Linked DNA regions of Mus musculus: region 2 is linked to region 1. A link is a contact called in public promoter capture Hi-C data. All regions are on one chromosome and are shown on one strand. The core of a region is the stretch at or near the end of the contact, and the rest is flanking DNA. Distances in the headings are between cores, read along the strand shown. Region 1 has its middle 28 kb from the start of Gm26685. Region 2 holds the start of Tbx19 (T-box 19).

What was found. Promoter capture Hi-C pulls out the DNA fragments that hold promoters and counts their contacts.
Region 2: a contact with region 1 is called in a promoter capture Hi-C map of trophoblast stem cells, with 4 times the contacts expected there. The contact joins the promoter of Tbx19 here to the enhancer-like site in region 1. A contact is called at or near these places in 3 of 39 promoter capture datasets (cranial neural crest, frontonasal cranial neural crest and trophoblast stem cells), 1 of 115 datasets of contacts at active chromatin or transcription factors (differentiating embryonic stem cells) and 2 of 9 other capture datasets (embryonic stem cells and liver).

The regions. Positions count from the first base shown.
Region 1 is chr1:164,530,089-164,533,234 of GRCm38.p6, reverse strand. No RefSeq gene overlaps it. Among named protein-coding and RNA genes, the nearest start is that of Gm26685, 28 kb to the right of the region's middle. Within about 2 kb of position 1,309, at least 11 of the 459 cell types and tissues checked have an H3K27ac peak or open chromatin away from gene starts, as enhancers often do. A contact at or near this core is called in trophoblast stem cells, where this site is marked.
Region 2 is chr1:165,158,849-165,162,272 of GRCm38.p6, reverse strand. It overlaps Tbx19 (T-box 19), which reads left to right and starts at 1,500. Exons shown (of 8, transcript NM_032005.4): 1 at 1,500-1,907. The coding sequence starts at 1,711.

The DNA.
Region 1 (3,146 bases), core at 60-2,559:
AAAAAACAACACTTTTCCAGGCCTACATAGTCATGTGTGAATTATAAATTCAGAAATGGACAGCTTGTCTCTATACTAAACTATGAACTACCAGGTGGAGTGACTTGATCCCTGGGGATTATCTGATGGTAAGCAAATGGGATTTTATAAAGGATCAGTCAAAGTGGCAGTCCGCAGGGACTGTTGGCTAGAAGGACCTCGGCTATGGCAGTCCATGGAACTCTCATGTCACCTCTCCTCTTGCCTCTCCACAAGGAGAAAGCCCTAAGTATTAAGAACAAGCATCTCAAGGGAGCTAGGTAGGATGGTACCCTAGTTTTCAACAGAGTTTTGTTTCTGCTCTAGTTCCACATGTGCTCAGTTTCAAAGAAAGGGTTATAGTCTCCGCCCCTCAATGAGTCAAGATCACATTGCAAAAACAAAAGGTATTGTTGGGGCTATATCTGGAAACTACCATTGTTTAGTCAACAATTTACCCCTCTTCCTTGATAAATACTTGCCTCTAGGACCACCAAATCTCACTCTATCACGACATTAGGCCATTGTTTAAACCAAGCACTTCAAATATAGCAATTTGAGTACCATTCCTCCACTATAAAGAGTAAGCTAAAGTTACTGAACACACCCTCACCCCCATCCCCACCTCCTACCTTCCACCCCCAACCCCCAGTGATATAATAGTTCAACATAACTATGACAGACACTCCTGTTCATAAAGGAAGGACGCATGAGGTGCATAGCAGTCACAGGTCCAGACATCTTTCTGAAACCCAGAGGGGCACAAACTGCCTGCCCGGTGTTCACTAAGGCTCTTGGGTCTGCTGCTCGTTCTGAACCTCTTGGCACTGCCCACAGAGTACTTGGCTCTGCCACAGAGTAATTTTTTCAGCCAGCTCATTACATGTATCGAGGAATCCAAATGTCCCATTTCATTTGTGCTGGTTGTGAGCCTTTTGGTGTAAGCTGATACAATCCCTTTGAAAGCTTTGTGAACACTTGGGGTTATCCATTTATAATTTATTCGGTGAGACTTTTAAAAACCAGACCACGAATTTCCTTGTGACTGGCTTTGCTTTCTCAGCTTTGGGGTCCCTGTGATATTTCATGAGGCAATAATATCTTTATTGCTCTTTTTGCTTTTTTTTTCTTTTAACTACACTTATTTGTTTGTTTGAGGTGGGTGCACTTGTGTCAGAGGACAGCTAATGAGGATCTTTTCTCTCCTGCCATGCAGGGCCTAGGGCTACACAAAGTCATCAGGCTTAGTGGGAAGTGCCTGCACCTGCTGAGCCATCTTACAGCACCCCGCCCTAGCTCTTTCTTTTTCTTTTCTCTTGAGAAAGAGTCTTCCCACAGAGTCTTCAGGGTGACTGTGACCTCATGACACTCCTTCCTCAGCCTCATAAACCCTGTAATTAACCATAGCCACTGACTTCATACATCTTTAGAAGCCCTATTGCCAAACAAAAGAGATCAGATGTTACCAGCTTTTCTGGGGCATCTTAGAAAATAGTGGGGTGAGGGTGCTAAACCTATTCTTTTTTTTTTTAATTTATTTATTTATTATATGTAAGTACACTGTAGTTGTCTTTAGACACACCAGAAGAGGGCATCAGATCTCATCACGGATGGTTGTGAGCCACCATGTGGTTGCTGGGATTTGAACTCAGGACCTTCGGAAGAGCAGTCAGTTCTCTTACCCACTGAGCCATCTCTCCAGCCCGCTAAACCTATTCTTGCTCTAAGTCAAAAGCTATCACCGAAGGCTGGACCCTTCCCTCTGTTTGAAAAACTCAAAGGCGAACTGTCTTTAGAAAAAAAGGTTCACTAAGGCTGAACCACGGGGCTCCAAGATCATTAAACTCAAGTTGGGAACTCAGGAAGATGGTCAAGCAAACAAGAGGGCGGTTGCTAGTGACAACATATTTAGACAACTAACAATTGCAAATATTGGGGCTGTCAAATTGAGAGACAGATAGACAGGAGGGGGGAGGAGGGGGAGGAAGGAGAGAGAGAGAGAGAGGTGCATAGGCTGGCTTCCAACTTGCTACTTCTGATCCTCCTACCTACATTGCCCAAGTGATTAGATTACAGGAGCATGGCAGTATGTTCATATCTCTCTCTCTCTCTCTCTCTCTCTCTCTCCCTCTCTCTCTCTCTCTCTCTCTCAAATGCTAGATGTCAAATTCAGGGCCTTTTGCATATCAGGCACTCTACCAACTAAGCTACCTCTCTGACCCAGAAAATGAAATTTCATAACTGAAATATTTAAGGATAGGTAATTTCAAATGGCACAGTCCAGCATACAAGGAACTAGCGGCAGTGGAAAGCCACGAGCTGTCGCCCCACAAACTGCTTCTTCACTGACAGCAGGAAGGAGGGGGGAAAGTGAAATGGAGAAACGTGTGTGGTGCCAACTGTGCCCCCGATGGGTATACACTGGGGAGCACCCAAAGTCACATGTGCAGCCTTCCTCCCAAAATTATTAATCAGGTCCAGATCATGAAGAAATGCCTAGACGGATCCCTATTGAAGAAGCAGCTTGGCATGGGGGTCTTCCGAACTTTAAGATTAGGATAGAGTTTTGTAAGTGGATCTCGGGAAAGACCCTTCATTGTTTTAGGTTGTTTTTCTGGTGCGTGATAAAACACCAACCTAAATCAACTAAGGCGGGGTGGAGAGGGTTTATTTCCACTAAAGAGTCACAGTCCATGATTGAGGGAAGTCAAGTCAGGGAAGGAGCCTCCAGGCAGGAACTGAAGTAGACTGGAGAGGAGTGTTGCTTCCTGGCTTACTTTCCATGGCTCGCTCACCTTACTTGAGACTCGAGGGAGGTATCACCCACAGTGGGCTAGCCCTCCCATATCAACCATAATTCAAGAAAATACCCCACAAAAACATGCCCAGAGGAGGCAATTCCTCAATTCTCTTCCCTCTTCTCAAGTGACTCTAGTTTTTGTCAAATTGACAAAGGAAGGTTTTTAAAAACATTTTTTGGCAGAAAGATTTTGCTGGCAGAACCCTGATATAGCTGTCTCTTGTGAGGCTATGCCAGTGCCTAGCAAATACAGAAGCAGATGCTCACAGTCATCTATAGGATGGAACACAGGGCCCCTAATGAAGGAGCTAGAGAAAGTACCCAAGGA
Region 2 (3,424 bases), core at 251-2,750, 630 kb before region 1:
ATACCCAGTTCAGTGCTGCCCACATTTCCCCCTTGAGCAGTGAGTCCTACTACTCTGCCCTCTAGCAGGTCCCTGCCTGGTCCTAGCCATGACTACTGGGTCCCCTCTTCTGGATACTCAACTTTCTCTGTGTCCTTTCCGTCACTGTTGAGATGCCTTCTCAAATCGCCTTTCTACAGCACAGCATCTAATCAGGACCCTCCCCACCCCAGCCCCGCCTCACCTTGCATGGCTTCCTCCACCACTTCGTCCTTTTGCATGATCTTTATTTTCTTACCGTGGCTGATAACCAAACTACTTCATGTCACTTCTTTCCCCTGTCAGATGGGTCGTTCTACGAAGATATCGCTTCTCTTCTATCACTTCTGTGGAGTGCTTAGTAGGTACTCAGTTCATGTTTGGCATCCTCCACATTCAGACTCCCCCTAAGTTTTCTGCTTTTATTTCCCCATTGCTCTGACATTCTTGTTTTCTTTTATAACAAGATAAACCAGCACCCTAGGCTCTCCTAGGGTTGGGGTGTTCCAGCTGTTTTGATGGTCTCCTTCATGGTTTCTACCTCCCCATCCAGCCACCCTGTGCTGTGTCTTTAGGAGAAGTAACCGTTTCTACTAATTACATCCTCAGGGAATAGCGGGACTCAATCCGGAAGGACAGCGTTGGCCACGGCTGTCCCAAAAGAGAACTGGGAGCCTTTTTGGACCAACGATTAGCATCACTCAGTCCAATGATGTAAAACGTTGATTCCCACCCAGGAGGCGCAGAGTTTTTCTTAGAATAGTTCAGGACAAATTACTTTCCCCCTTCCTTTCACTAGGACTGGAGATAAGAGAGACTAGGGGTCTGGATTCGAGGGAGGAAGATCAAAGTTCAAAGCTGAAAATGAAAAGGACCTTAGAGGTAAAAAGGGTGTGAATGTGGGTGGGTACAGTCAGTGGGGAGATGACAGAGGAGCTCCCTAGGGGAAAGAGGTCTGTAGTTCTTTTCCTCCTGACTTCAGTTTCTTGAGTGTAGCATGCAGAGAGACTTCCTTTATTCTCAGGTCTTGTATCTTGGCACAGAGCCCTTCACCCTCAGCATAGACTGCTCTTGTCTGCAGGGCTTCTGTGTCTGTTCAAGTTGCTAGATCAGGGTGGAGGGAGTTCAGCTGACTACTCTGCCAGGACAGCTTGCCCAGACAGCAAGTTTGTGGCTCCCCTGCCAGCACCTCCTTTTCTATAGGTGCCACATGCCACAATTTATACGCAGACATGATTTGACTGATTGTTGCAGTCCGGGCCTGGAATAATTTTAATTAACGGGAAAACGGTCCTCAATACACCGATTAGACCTCTTCAGGTACAACAAGATAAAAGCCTGATAATTTGGATGGAGTACTCTTCTTAAACGTCTACTGTAGGCAGGGCGGCCAATGGGAAAGCCAGGCTGACTCCCACCTGATCCAGTGAGTAATTAAGAGAGCGCTTTTTCTTCTCCACCTCCCCCCACCCTCTCCTCCCTGCTCCCCAACTGAAGCTTAACAGGTTGGTGGTATAATTTGGAGACTTTCAGGGGTGTCACACTGGAAGCTTTAGCAAGAGCCAAGGCATCTTATTCTACTCCCAGACACTGACCAGCTGGGGTCGAAAAGCCAGCAAGTGAGGGAAGGAAGGAGCCGGAGGCAGAGAAAGTGGGAACGGCTCTCAGCAAAGTTTGAAAGGGTCTACAGCCATGAGTGAACTGGCCACACAGAAGGCTGGCGAAGGCACTGTGTCTCGCCTGCTTAACGTGGTGGAAAGTGAGCTCCAGGCAGGGAGGGAGAAGGGAGACCCTACAGAGAAGCAACTTCAGATCATCCTGGAGGATGCTCCCCTCTGGCAGAGATTCAAGGAAGTCACTAATGAAATGATCGTGACCAAGAACGGCAGGTGAGTTTGACTGCAGCCCACTTGTGCTAGCCTTTGCTTGGCGAGGAAGGTAAGACACCTTTGGTAGTAAAGAGGCTACCACTCTTCGTTCAGAGGCAGCAGGCTCTGAACATCTTAAAGACAGTCTCGGCTGGCCGTCACTCAGCCAACTTAATTTCTTTGAGATAATCAGAGCAGTGGAAGATGGAGGCCACCTGTCTTACCTACATGTATTATATGGGGAATTATTTTGCAGGGGAGCATGCCCCATGCATTGGGGAAGTGGACTCAACTGTCAGAAACTGGTATTAATTTTTGAATGACTGTGTCCCCTGGAGCAGACCTGTGTTCAGTCCTGTTCAGATAATGTGAAAGTTGACTTTATTTGGAAACTGGATAGTTTGTTCTTAAGCACAGCACACCTGTCTGTCAGACGATTTTGACTAGTTGAAGACTGGGATTGAAAGGGCCACATGGCCTATCTCTCTCTGCCTGCTTCCTTGTGCATGTTGAGGGAGAATGAGTTTCGATTGTGTGTTTCACATAGTTAGGAAAGCTGGCGTATAATAGGGAATGAAGCTCTAATGCCCAGTTTTAGGAAAGAGAAGTTTTCTTCTTTCATTCTCCCTGCAAAGAGTGGGGATTGTCCATACCGCTCCCTGCTGGCATTTCTCAGATCCTGTGAAGCTTAGCCTGTTAGGCGCCTTTGAGGGAACTTTAAAGCTTGAGCTTAGCAGAGGAGATGCAAATGTTTTGAAAGAGACTCCCACTGCATGCTCACACATCTTTGGGTACCTATGGACACAAAGTACCCGAAGGACATTTTCAGTAGTGTTAGTTGAGCCCAGACTCTTTTTCTTACACCTTGAGAGAAATTTTGCTTAGAGAGAAAAGTTGAAATTAGCTGAACCTCAGGCTGACTTTTGTCGTTGATAAAAAGCCTTCAATTTCTGGTGTCTTAGCTTTGTAATTATGAATAAAACACAGCAACGAAAGAGAGCTGTCCCTTGTACAGCTGGGAGGATTATGAACGTGAGAGCTGTTGCATGACAATAAACTACTGTAAGACAAAGTTATACAGTAAACACACACATTTTATACACTGCGATCACAGTAGCAAAGCTACCAACCTTGTGTAAAAGTGACAGTCTTTTACTTTCCACACAGACTCCCATGTGTGTACTATACATTTATGGCTTTGAATATTTGAAAATTTAATTTCACACGTTTCTTTTCTTTGTATAAAATATTTTTAATTTCAAAGGTCTACCCCACATTCTCAATCGGATTCGGTCCCTTCCAAAGATGAGCGCAGATGCACTTGTGACTCGCAGCTGTCATGTGGGGAGCACTCTGTGTGTGTTGGGTTACTGAGTCACCACGCCGCTAGCTACGTTCCATTGTTTGACCCTGTACGATGATCTAAAGAAGTACAGCCAATAGACAAAGATATGGTTCAAGTATTTTCCTAAAGGCAATAGGATCTTCAGAGGCGTTGCCCAGTCCAAACTGATAGTAAATGATAGCAGAATGTACCT